Linked DNA regions of Macaca mulatta: region 1 is linked to region 2. Evidence: chromatin contacts called from public Hi-C data. All regions are on one chromosome and are shown on one strand. The core of a region is the stretch at or near the end of the contact, and the rest is flanking DNA. Distances in the headings are between cores, read along the strand shown. Region 1 has its middle 23 kb from the start of HNRNPH1. Region 2 overlaps LOC144329613 (a long non-coding RNA gene).

Region 1 (6,784 bases), core at 2,428-4,927, 110 kb after region 2:
AAAAATGTACAGAAAAGTTGAAAGAATTACAGAATGAACACCCTTATAACCACCTAGGCTTTAGAGTAAACACTTTGCTATACCGCGTTATCAAGCCCCTCCTCACTTACCCGCGCTTCCTTTCCTCCATCCATCCTTTCACGCTTTCACTTTAGCATGCAGTGAGTTGCACCAATCTGGAGTCAACATTGCGTAAGGGTTTTTTTGTTTTGTTTTTGTTGTTGTTTTTTGAGATAGGGTCTTGCTCTGTCTCCCAGGATAGAGTGCACTGGCACGTATGATCTTGGCTCACTGCAACCCCTGCCTCCTGGGCTCAAGCGATCCTCCCGCCTCAGCCTTCTAAGTAGCTAGGACTACAGGTGCACACCACCACGCTTGGCTAATTGTTTTATTGTTTGTAACGGTGGGGTTTTGCCATGTGGCCCAGGCTGGTCTTGAACTCCGGAGCTCAAGCTATCTGCCCACCCAGGCCTCCCACAGTGCTGGGATTACAGGTGTGAGCCACTGGACCTGGCCTATTTCTTTACTTCAAAACCTCAGAAGATAACTTATCTCAAATAAAAAATTACTAAAATTAAGGATTTCTCATTGGCTGATTCTTTTTGTTTTTAATTTGTGGTAAGAACATTTAACATGGGATCTACCCTCTTCACAAATTAATTGTACAATGCAGTATTATGAACTCCAGGCACAACGTTGTGCAGCAGATCTCTAGAACATGTTCATCTTGCATAGCTGAAACTTTCAACCCACTGAACAGCAACTCCCTACCTCCTCCTCCCCTCAGCCCCTGGAAGCCACCATTGTACTGTCTGCTTCTGTGAGTTTGACTGTTTTATTTTAATTAATTAATTAATTAATTTTTTTAGACAGAGTCTCGCTTCGTCGCCCAGGCTGGAGGGCAATGGCTTGATCTCGGCTCACTGCAACCTCCGCCTCCCTGGTTCAAGCGATTCTCCTGCCTCAGCCTCCAAGTAGGTGGGATTACAGGCACCTGCCGCCATGCCCAGCTAGTTTTCACAATATTTTTAGTAGAGACGGGGATTCACTATGTTGGCCAGGCTGGTTTTGAACTTCTGACGTCAAGTGATCTGCCCACCTCGGCCTCCCAAAGTGCTGGGGTTACAGGCATGAGCCACCACACCCAGCTGGTTTCTTTTTTTCTTTTTTTTTTTTTTTTTTTTTGAGAGAGTCTCACTCTGTCCCCCAGATTGGAGTGCAGTGGCATGATCTCAGCTCACTGCAACCTCTGCCTCCCAGGTTCAAGTGATTCTCCTGCCTCATCTCTTGAATAGCTGAGATTATAGGCATGCGGCACCACGCCCAGCTAATTTTTGTATTTTTAGTAGCAAGAGACTGGGTTTCACTATATTGGCCAGGCTGATCTCGAACTTCTGACCTCCGCCTCTGCCTCCCAAAGTGCTGGGATTAGAGTCATGAGCCACTGTGCCCAGCCAGCGGTTTCTTTCTAGGTAGATGGTGATATCATCTTCAAATGATGGCAATTTATTCTCACCTTCCAATCCTTACATCTTTCCTTTTCTTTCCCTAGGGCATTGACTAGGACAATGTATTTCTGTGTTAAACCATAGGAGATTACAGAGTATTTTTGTGCTAATTAATCATGACCTTAAAAGATTAGTTAATTAAGGATCTTTGCAATTTTCTTTACCAAGTAAAATTTTGATGTAAGGTTTTGGTATATGAAATTTACTAGTTGTGAAAGTTTCTTCCAGTCTTAATTGGCTAAGAGGGAAAAAATCATAAGTAGGTTTTGAATCCTATCAAATTTCTTTCTGAACAGACTGAGATAATTATATGATTTTTTTCTTTTTAATGTGGTAGCTCACGTTAATAGATTTTTTTGATGTTGAAAAATTCTTCCCAGGACTTTGAGAGTCTGAAGCAGGAGGATCACTTGAGTTCGGGAGTTGGAGACCAGCCTGGGTAACATAGTGAGATCTCATTCCTATTAAAATAAAATAAAATATACGTGTGTATATACATATATACGGGCGGGTCACAAGATCAGGAGATCGAGACCATCCTGGCTAACACGGTGAAACCCCGTCTCTACTAAAAATACAAAAAATTAGCCGGGCGAGGTGGCGGCGCCTGTAGTCCCAGCTACTCGGGAGGCTGAGGCAGGAGAACGGCGGGAACCCGGGAGGCGGAGCTTGCAGTGAGCCGAGATCGCGCCACTGACTCCAGCCTGGGCCACAGAGCGAGACTCCGTCTCAAATAAATAAATAAATATGTGAAATGAATTTTAATATATTTAATTCAGTATGTCCAAAGTAGTGTCATTTCAACATGTTATCAACATAAACACGAATGAAATATTTCACCTTCTATTTTTGCACTACTTTTTTTTTTTTTTTTTTTTTTTTGAGACGGAGTCTCGCTCTGTCGCCCAGGCTGGGGTGCAGTGGCCGGATCTCAGCTCACTGCAAGCTCCGCCTCCCGGGTTTACACCATTCTCCTGCCTCAGCCTCCCGAGTAGCTCGGACTACAGGCGCCGCCACCTCGCCCGGCTAGTTTTTTGTATTTTTTAGTAGAGACGGGGTTTCACCGTGTTAGCCAGGATGGTCTCGATCTCCTGACCTCGTGATCCGCCCGTCTCGGCCTCCCAAAGTGCTGGGATGACAGGCTTGAGCCACCGCGCCCGGCCTGCACTACGTTTTTGAAATCTGATATTTTGTATTGATAGCACTTCCTAATTCAGACAGGAAATTTTCATAAGAAATACATGATTTGTATTTAGGTTTCATACAATTTACAATTCAAAAAGTAGATTCACATACGCGAATCGTTTCAAACATACCTCTGGGCCCAGCTCCTCGCCCGGCCTCGCCCGGTGAAGGCAGCCCGGACTGCAGCTGCGGAGCGCCCGCCCGTGGTCCCCGGAGAGGGCGCCTCGGACGCCAGCGCAGAGCCCCGGGGAGGGGCGGGAAGCCGGAGGAGGGCGAGGGGGGCGAGGCGGGGCGAGAGGGGCGAGGACGGCGATGGGGGCGAGGCGGGGCGAGCGGGGACTCGGGGCGAGGGGGGCGAGCGCCGGGCCGCCGCAGCCGGAGAGAGCCGCCCCTCCTGAAGGCCGCGGGCAGGTGGAATGAGACCAGCGCGGACAAAGGGCGGGACGCAGAAGACTCCTCAGGAGCGACTTGGGAGCCGAGACCACCCTGGGGAAGCTCCGCCTCGGATCCGCGTCCACAGACCCGGCGGCCTCAGACCGGGCGCCCGGGGAAGAGGCAGCGACTGTGAGCACCGCGGTGAGGAAACCAGGCTCCTACCATGCCCAGGCCTTAGGCCGCGACCCCAGGGCGTTCGGGAGCGGGTCTGCGTCCGGGACCAGCACACTCTGGACGGGAGCGCTGCCTTTCTGGGGTCCTCCAGCTGAAGGATGCGATTTGCAAGAAACCCGCTCTGTAGACCTCGACAGCGGTGGGGTCCCAGGCACTTGGCGGGGTGCGGGGACTTTGATGTGGCTCCCGCGCACCCACCCGGCACCGCGTGGATTGCAGGCGCGGGACGAGCTTGAGTGGACGCTGGGTTCGCTGAGCCCCCCAGAGGCTCCTCGCCGTGGGTCCCCTGTGCCGCCTTGGACCCCCCAGAGAAACCTTCCTCCTGTCAGGGGAGGCCAGGCCAGGCGCCAGGCCTGAGTGTGCCCTGGACGGGGATTTCTCTGTGAACAGCCCATCATCCCGTCATATCCATGTTATCTTAGCCTCGTGTTCTGAAGAAACACGAATGTCATGCACAAGCGTGGATTTTAGCGCGTTTTAAATTGTAATAGGACTACAAGGAAGTTGGAACTTGAAGCAGGCTCCAAGCAAACTTTTGCGTCACCCCCCACCATCCTCCAGGGTAAACTGAGGAGCATAGTTAATTGGTTTTCCACAGGTATTTGGCTGTTCTGGATGTAACCACGTAATTCCTGGAACCCAGTGAGAGTCAGCTTCCTTTATGGGCGTCTGGCAAGATGCGCTCAAACACCTTGAAGATCTTTATGGAAACAACTTTTGGTGCTTTATCAAGATGTCATTCAGGGCTCTGAACAGTCGAATACATTGAATTGGGCTGTTAGGTGGATGGGTTTGATGTAGTTATACAGTGTGCATTTGGTACTTGTCAATAGTGCAAGTAATGATATTGCGAAAATAAAGAAAACCTTCTTTGAAAAAGAAAAGCAGCCCGGCACGATGGCTCATGCCTGTAAACCCCGTCTCTACTACAAATACAAAAATTAGCCAGGCATAGTGGCCCGCGCCCAGGCAGGCTGTTCTGGAAGGGGATGCTTGGCTCTCCAATGCAGTGTGGCCATTTGGCTATGATATCACACTGCACAGTTTAATGACTGAAATCAGACCTCTTGTTGTTGGAGATGACTGGAGGATTTTTTTTTTCTTTTTTCGTTTTTTTTCCTGAACGTAAGTAGGTAAGCCATGAAGATCCCAGATTTCATTCAGGGACTCGGAACCAGCAGCAAGGAGCAGGCTGCAGGGAGAAAACTGTTGGCTCTGAAGTACCCCAGAAGTCCAGCTTGTTCAAAGTAAGCGGCAATGGCTTTGAGATCACAAAAACAGCCCTTTAACATCCAAGTCAGTTAGTAGAAACCCCTAAATACCATGTGGCAAAAAAGATTTGAAATTTATTTAAATATTCAGTTTATTTTCTCAGATGGGACTTTTTTTTTTTTTTTTTTTTTTTTAGACAGAGTCTCTGTTGCCCAGGCTGGAGTGCAGTGGCGCCATCTTGGCTCACTGCAACCTCTGCCTCCCAGTTCAAGCAATTTTCCTGTCTCAGCCTCCTGAGTAGCTGGGACTACAGGCACGAGCCACCACACCTGGCTATTGTTTGTATTTTTAGTAGAAACGGTTTCACCATGTTGGCCAGGCTGGTCTCAAACTCCTGATCTCAAGTGATCTGCCCGCCTCAGCCTCCCGAAGGGCTGGGATTATAGGCGTGAGCCACCGTGCCCCGCTGGAACTCAATTTTTAACACTAGCTTTTGTGCTAATAAATTAAATTGATTAATTCTTTAAGAAAACCCCAATTGTGTGTACTGTAACAGGTAAAACTAAGTTGGTTATAATGTGACAAAAATACAAGCAATAATAATAGCAAAATGATCCAATAGGAACCATGCAAAGAGTTTATATTATAACTCATGTCCCCTTTCCTGCAATGTTCTTAACTTCCATCCCCATTTTCCATATCAAGGAAATTAAGTTTGGAGACACTGAGTGAGTTACCTAAGTCACAGATCTGGTAGGTGGAGAGTTTCTCTCACTTCAGGGACCACAATCTACAGAATAAACTTGCGCATTCTGCAAAATATTTGTTACCATTGGAAGTAGGTAGGCAAAGTGTTACTAGCATCAAATTATGGCAGGACTAAAAAGGAAGGGTGGTGGGCTGGTCTTGCTTCTACAGTTTAAGGGGGATCCGTGCACCGAGATGTCTGGCTAAGTGGTCATTGTAACAAATGGCAGAGATCGTGAAAACATCAGGGAGCAGGTGGTGGCCGTTCCAGTTTCTGATCTCAGGAGGAGGGAAGAACTGCCGATGTCTTTACTGTGAATGAGGGAGAGAAACGCTAAAGCGCAGAAATGCTCAGAACCAAAGAGCTGGATCACTCATACTTCTAGAAAAGACATTAGCATCTTCTCATTGCTCATCTACTGTGCCTGGCACAGCCTTATTTTCTAGCTTTCTGAATGTGAGTTCCATCCATATCCTTTGCATAAGGGTGGTACCGGGCTGTGGAGAGCTTGGAATGTGTGTCCATGGGCAGATGGACTGTTCTGGTTATTATAAAACGGCCAAGGGAGGGCGCCATGGCACACCTCTGAGTAACCCAGGACACTCTCTCCTGTTCGGAAAATGCAAACCATCCATATGGCAGGGTCACAATTATAAAGCTTGATCCTGTCACGGGAATGGTTTCAAATCTGACCAAGCTCATGGCACACATGGGGAAGCAATTGTGAAACCCCTTCGTTCTCTGGCTCTGGACACGCTGTACTGCGACAGTGGTTTGCAGGTGACAGAAAACGTAGCTGTGTCTACTGGGAAAGACGGGGGAGATTTCTTCCCATGGAGTTCTTTATAAAGCAAGAATGCGTGAAACTGTCAGTAATATTGTAGTCTATAAAAGGAAATTGCTCTTAGAGGCTAATATTGCACAATGACTACTTTTTTTGCTTATTTGGAAAAGATCTTTATCGCTTGTGAGTATTAAGAAGTCAACATATAATTGCCACCCTAAACATTGTGTTCTGGAATGCCTGATTTATTGAAATCAGTGTGAAACCTTTTTTTTTTTTTTCCCAGATGAAGTCTCGCTCTGTCGCCCAGGCTGGAGTACGGTGCGGCCATCTTAGCTCACTGCAATCTCTGCCTCCCGGGTTCACGCCATTCTCCTGCCTCAGCCTCCTGAGTAGCTGGGACTACAGGTGCTTGCCACCATGCCCGACTAATTTTTTGTATTTTTAGTAGAGAAGGGGTTTCACCGTGTTAGCCAGGATGGTCTTGATCTCCTGACCTCGTGATCCTTCCGCCTCAGCCTCTCAAAGTGCTGGGATTATAGTCATGAGCCACTGCACCCGGCCAGTGTGAAACCTATTTTAAATAAAAATCTAGTTCAAAACCAAGGCCAGACATGGTGGCTCATGCCTGTAATCCCACACTCTGGGAGGCTGAGGTGGGAGGATCACTTGAGGCCGGGAGTTCAAGACCAGCCTTGGCAATACAATCTTCACCAAAAAAAAAAAAAAAAAAAAAAG
Region 2 (6,474 bases), core at 1,454-3,953:
TCTACAATCTCCTGCAAAACCTTTTTTAAGGTTCTGTAACATGCATTTTAATAGAGTAAGTTTTGATGATTTGATGACTTTTATTTTTTTGAAATTTTTCTTTTTGAAATGTTTTAACACAGTTCCTAGCAGAGTAGGCTTACTTTGTGTCTGACCTATTTTTTTCTCAAGACAAAACAACATTTACACTACAAGAAGGAAAGGGTAAAAGGTCACTCACTCATCTAAGTTACACTAAATTAAAATCAAAACTAAAACCAAAGTGTTGTTAAAGGCACACCTGTTCGTCAAGCAATTTAAGCCAAGTCAAAATCAGAACCAAAACAAAAGTGCCAATAAAGGCACGTCTGTTTATCAAGCAATTCAAGTCAAAATTAAAACCAAAGTATCAAGCAATTAATTCAAGTCAAGTCAAAAACAAAAACCAAAGTATCAAGCAATTAATTCAAGTCAAGTCAAAAACAAAAACCAAAGTGCCGGTACAGGCACGCCCACTCAAATGGAGTGGGCGAGTTCCAAAGACCAGTTTTAGCAAGTTTCAGATGTCCGGACTTAGAGTGCCAGTTCCTTCCCGGTGTTCAGCCACTGCCTTGAATCTCCACGGGGGCCTGCTGTGCACTGCTCTGAGGAGGCATTCCACCGGGGCAAATGCCTACCCGGGAGAGCTCTCTGGATCCGCATCGCTCAAGCTGGCCAGAGTCCCCCGCAGGGGTGCTCTACAGGGCAGGCATAAGCTGCCTAAGGGGCTGCCTCGACCATCCCTTAATCACCTCGCTTCCCAGTCAGGGAACCAAGAAATGTAGCACGACGAGCCGCAGACAAAACTCCTCAGACACCGGATTAAAGAAGGAAGAGGTTTTTTATTTGGCCAGGAGCGTCGGCAGACTCGCATCTTAAGAGCCGAGCTCCCCGAGAAAGAAATACTTGGTCTTTTTAAAGGCTTACAACTTTAAGGGATCCACGTGAAAGGGTCGTGGTAAATCAAGCAAGCGTGGGAAACGTGACTGGGGGCTACATGCATCAGCTAACAGAACAGAAAGTTTTACAATGCTTTTTTCATACAGTGTCTGGAATTTACAGATAACACAAGTAGTTTAGGCCAGGGGTTGATGTTATTATTTTGTTTAACTCCTAGGGCCGGGTGGTGGTGCCAAGGTTGTCTGGCTATTTATCTTTCTTTTGTTTCTTTCTCTCCTTCCTCCTGTCTTGTGAACTAGGCAAGGTGCGGGGGAGGAGAGCAGCAGGAGTAGTAGTGGTCTCCTTCCTTATTAGTAGAGACAGGGTTTCACCATGCTGGCCAGGCGAGTCTCAAACTCCTGACCTCAGGTGATCTGCCTGTCTTGGCCCCCGCAAAGTGTTGGGATTACAGGCATGAGCCACTGCGCCTGGACATTTTTTTGTATTTTTAGTAGAGACGGGGTTTCACCATGTTGGTCAGACTGGTCTCAAACTCCTGACCTCGTGATCTGCTCACCTCAGCCTCCCAAAGTGCTGGGATTACAGGTGTGAGCCATCACGCCCGGCCGAGCTGCTCCCACCTTTTATCTATTGTGAACAACACCGCTATCAACAGGGGTGGGTGAGTGTCTCTTTATTTCCTTGCTTTCAATTTTGGGGGGATATATACCCAGAAGTGGAATTGCTGGAGCGGTATAATTTCTCGAGGAACTGCCATACTGTTTCCTAGATGGGTGGCACTGTTTTACATTCCACCAGCAGTGCACAACGGTTTCCAGTTTCTCCACATCCTCACCGACATTTGTTATTTTCTGGGTTTTCTTTGATACTAGTCAATGTAGCAGGAGTGAAATGGTATCTTGTTGTCATTTCCATCTCCCTAATGATTAGTGATGCTGAGTATGGAGAAATGTCTATTCAAGTCCTTTGCTCATTTTTTTTTTTTTTAAGACAGTCTTGCTCTGTCACCCAGGATGGAGTGCAATGGCGTGATCTCGGCTCACTGCAACCTCCACCTCCTGGGTTCAAGTGATTCTCCTGCCTTAGCCTTCCAAGTAGCTGGGACTACAGGCACATGCCACCACACCCGGCCAATTTTTATATTTTTAGTAGAGACAGGGTTTCACCATGTTGGCCAGACTGGTCTCGAACGCCTGACCTTAGGTGATCTGCCTGCCTCAGCCTCCCAAAGTGCTGGGATTACAGGTGTGAGCCACCGTGCCTGGCCTTGCTCATTTCTTAATTTGATTGTTAGGTTTTTCTTGTTGACTTTTTTTTTTTTTTTTTTTTTTGAGACAGTCTCGCTCTGTCGCCCAGGCTGGAGTGCAGTGGCAGGATCTCAGCTCACTGCAAGCTCCGCCTCCCGGGTTTATGCCATTCTCCTGCCTCAGCCTCCGGAGTAGCTGGGACTACAGGCGCCCACCACCTCACCTGGCTAGTTTTTTGTATTTTTTAGTAGAGACGGGGTTTCACCATGTTAGCCAGGATGGTCTCGATCTCTTGACCTCGTGATCCTCCCGTCTCAGCCTCCCAAAGTGCTGGGGACTATTTTTTTTAATTGAAGTATAATATTCATACAGAGAAACCACCAATCCCCAGAGGGCAGCTTGGTAAATTATCGTAGAGTGAATACGTCTGAACGCCAGCCCTCAGATCAAGAAATAGAATATTACCAGAGCCACCCTCCCCCAGAGCACTAAGATAATTGCTATCCTGACTTCTCACCAGATGTTTCTTTTGCTTGTTTTAGAGCGTCACAGAAACAGAATCGTGCAGTACGCATTCATTTGTGTCTGGCTTCTTCTGCTCAGCATTATGTTGCTGAGATTCACCAACTGTGCATGGCAGCTGTTCATCCATTTTCAGTGCTGTAAGAATTTTACTCTATAAATATACTGAGAGGTACTTATCCATTCTCCTGTTGGAAGTTGGGGCTACTGTGAATTGTGCTGATACAAACACTCTAGTGCACATAATTTGGTGAACACATGTACAGTGCACAATTCTTTTGGGTCTATGCATAGGAGTGGAATGTGGGGATCACAGGTGCGGTCTCCTTTAGTAGGTATTACCCAAGGGTTTTCCAAAGTAGTTGTGCTATTTTACATTCCCAAAAGCAGCATATGAAGTTTCAGTTACTTCACATTCTTGCCCAAACTTGGTATCAACAGTGTTTTTAATTTTAGCCATTCTGGTAGGTGTAATATTGGTTTCTCACTGTGGTTTAAATTTGATAGCTTATGAGGTTGAGCATGTTTTATATGCTTTTTGGCCCTTTGGCTGTTCATTTGTTCTTTCCTCTCCCTTCCTCCCTCCTCCTTCCCTTTTTTGTCCCTCTTTATTTCTTTCACCCATTGTCCTATTGGTCTGCCAGCTTTTTTAATTTTTAAAAAAATTTTACTTTAAGTTCTGGGACACATGTACAGAACGTGCAGGTTTGTTGCACAGGTAAACATGTGCCATGGTGGTTTGCTGCACTTGTCAACCCGTCATCTAGGTATTAAGCCCTGCATGCATTTTTCTTATTAATGTACAGGAATTCTCTTTATACTCTACCTGTGATTCACCCTCCTCCATTCCCGCCTCTTTTTTTTAAGAGACAGAGTCTCACCCTGTCACCCCAGCTGGAGTGCAGTGGCACAATCATGGCTCACTGCAGCCTCAATCTCCCAGGCTCAAGTGATCCTCCTGCCTCAGCCTCCCAGGTATCTGGGACCACAGGCATGCACCACCACGCCCAGCTAATTTTTCATTTTTTGTAGAGAAAAGGTCTTGCTAAGTTGCTCAGGCTGTTCTCTAACTCCTGACCTCAAGTGATCCTCCCACCTTGGCCTCCCAAAGTGCTAGGATTACAGCATGAGCCACCACACCTGGCCCCATCTTTTTACTCTCTTAATGACGAAAAAACTCTTAATTTTACTATCACCCAATGTATCAATCATTTTCTTTTGGGATAGTGTTCTGTTTGTCTTATTGAGGAAATTTTTACCTGCCTCCTAAGAAACCTTAAAAATCTCCATATGCCTACAAAGTCCCACTGTTCTAATGCCGATTTTGTGCTAGAAAATAAACAAGGCACTGTCACAGAGGCTACACCTACCTTGAGGGAAAACTGTCTTCATCATCATTTGCCAAGCCAGATGATTGGGATGAGGACAATTTCCATGGCTCCCGGCATCTGAAACGCTTCCTGCATTAGAGAGAGTGAGCCTGATGCCACTGTGGGCCAGGCGGGTGCCCCATCCCAGCCTCACCTGCACCCCACAGGGACAGGGCATGAGGAATGGAGAAGGTGTGGTGTCCTTGGGCAGAGCTAGCTCAGAGATGTGGTTCTGCAAACAGAATGAGGGTACAGATGAGTCTGCCTGCATTGCCATGGGGCTCCAGGGGCTGCAGGAGGTGGGAGAGAAGCAGGTAGAGGAGGGATCCAGCAGGAAGACGAGCAGAGCATTCTCCCTGGGAAGGGAGAAGGAAGGACGCACCTTTCATTTAACAGCTCAGTGTTCCGGGGACCGGAGCTGAGGTCGCACCTGCTGGTTCCACAGCGCCTGTCTCTGGCATGAGTTGTTTAGATGTCAGAATTGGTGAAAAGTTTGAGATTGTCCCAGCTGGTCCAGGAAAGGTAATGGGGGAGCTACAAAGCTTGTAGAAGGGCAGTCAGGGCTGTCCTGTGCACAGCGGCTCCGGGGCACGTGAGCCACACTGTGGTTAGGGCCAGGCCTCCCAGGAGTGACCCAGACCAGCCTTTTCTTTCTCATTCTCTCACCCGCTGAATTCAAAAGCTTAAATATGCGATGAAAGGTCCACCCAATAAGAAGAAAGTATTTGCCTCCTGGGCTCAGAAATGGTATTAAGGAAATTGCAAATCTACTGACTGTGACAGAAAGCAAATCAGTGGCTGCTTGGGATGGGATGGGATGGGATGGGGTGGGATGGGGTGGGGTGGGGTGGGAGGGGCTGTAGGGAGGGATTCCAAAGAAGCACAAGGAAGCTTGGGGAGTAGTGCTGCTCCTGGTCTTCACTATGCTCATGGTTTTGCAGGTGCGTATGTGTGTCAAAATTGATCAAAAAAAAATTTTTTTTGAGACGGAGTTTCACTCCTGTTGCCCAGGCTGGAGTGCAGTGGCACAATCTCGGCAGGCACCCACCACCACACCTGGCTAATTTTTTGTAGTTTTAGTAGAGATGGGGTTTCACCATGTTGGTCAGGCTGGTCTCAAACTCCTGACCTCAGGTGATCCACCCACCTCGGCCTCCCAAAGTGCTGGAATTACAGGCGTGAGCCACCACGCCCAGCCTTGTTCTCTCGTATGTCAGTTACCCCTCCATGAGGCTGCTAAACATCCTCCCAGCACACACACACCTGCACACCCTCACGCAGTTTGCAAGGCAGTGGTTCAAGTTACACTTTAATCCCTCAGGCATGCTCATCTCGCTCTCCAAACCTGCCCTCTTGCAGGATCTACGGTTCTTCTAAGTGTCCTGGTCACAAGGCAGCTGGATCAACACTCAGAGGTACAGAGCAGGGCACAGTGTGGTCCCTGCATCTGTCTTGCCCCCACGATCTTGACACACAGAGACCTTCCCAGGAGCTGTGACTTGAACTTCACAATCTGCAGGGCCCACCCAGGAGCCGTGTCCTCCTCACAGGCAATGGGATCCCCTCCTCTCTCCACCTGTATGGGAAGATTGGAAACAAAACATAGAGAACGCGGGAGGAAAAACACTGAGGGGGTGGATGGGCCACACCTGAGGGTCCCCAGGACAGAGGGAAACACTGCGGGGGTGGATGGGCCACACCTGAGGGTCCCCAGGACAGAGGAAAACACTGAGGGGGTGGATGGGCCACACCTGAGGCTCCTCAGGACAGAGCGAGGGACGGCTGTTGTTGGGATGATAATTCCTAATTCCACATCTTTGGAGAACAAGAATTCCAGGTAGTTCTCTTCTCTCCAAACAGCGTGGTTATGAACTAGCTCTCACTCCAGGAGGCTTTAAGGCTCCATATAATATCTGTGGTAATAAAGAAAAACAGGCCAGCTGCCACGGCTCACACCTGTAGTCCCAGCACTTTGGGAGGCCAAGGTGGGAGGATCACTGGGGCCAGGAGTCTGAGACCAGCCTGGGCAACATAGCGAAAGCTCATCTCTAAAAATAATTTCAAAAAAAAAAATAGTGGTAACTGTCACAACTAACATATTGTTACAAACAAAAATTTACACGAAGGTGAAAAAACTCAACTTTTTTTTTTTTTTTAACCAGAATGATGCCTCAGTCTAGGGAGCGGTGTTTCCTCTCCGGAAGCAACTGAAGCCCTGAGCTGCTGTCCACAGGCAGACGGACTCTCCCGGAGCCCCCAGTGGGCCTCGGCTCCTCCACGTCAGCTCCTCTCTTGTCCCTCTGCTGGTCCGCGGGGGCCACTGCAGCTGGCCAGGTCTCCTGGAAGTCAGAGGGGGCCGTGGGTTCCACCCCAGGGCCCACCTCATCAGCACTGTGCTCTCACCATCTGAGCAGCAG

The links. Hi-C and Micro-C count contacts between places; a contact is called where the count stands out from the background.
Region 1: a Hi-C map of sperm shows a contact between it and region 2, with 8 times the contacts expected there. The contact joins two enhancer-like sites. A contact is called at or near these places in 6 of 14 Hi-C or Micro-C datasets (CD4 T cells, fetal cortex germinal zone, fetal cortical plate and 3 more).

Annotation. Positions count from the first base shown.
Region 1 is chr6:188,605,209-188,611,992 of T2T-MMU8v2.0, forward strand. No RefSeq gene overlaps it. Among named protein-coding and RNA genes, the nearest start is that of HNRNPH1, 23 kb to the left of the region's middle. Within about 2 kb of position 3,678, at least 2 of the 40 cell types and tissues checked have an H3K27ac peak or open chromatin away from gene starts, as enhancers often do.
Region 2 is chr6:188,491,773-188,498,246 of T2T-MMU8v2.0, forward strand. It overlaps LOC144329613 (a long non-coding RNA gene), which reads right to left. Exons shown (of 3, transcript XR_013395041.1): 1 at 5,809-6,474; 2 at 4,058-5,633. Among named protein-coding and RNA genes, the nearest start is that of RUFY1, 8.9 kb to the right of the region's middle. Within about 2 kb of position 2,704, at least 3 of the 40 cell types and tissues checked have an H3K27ac peak or open chromatin away from gene starts, as enhancers often do.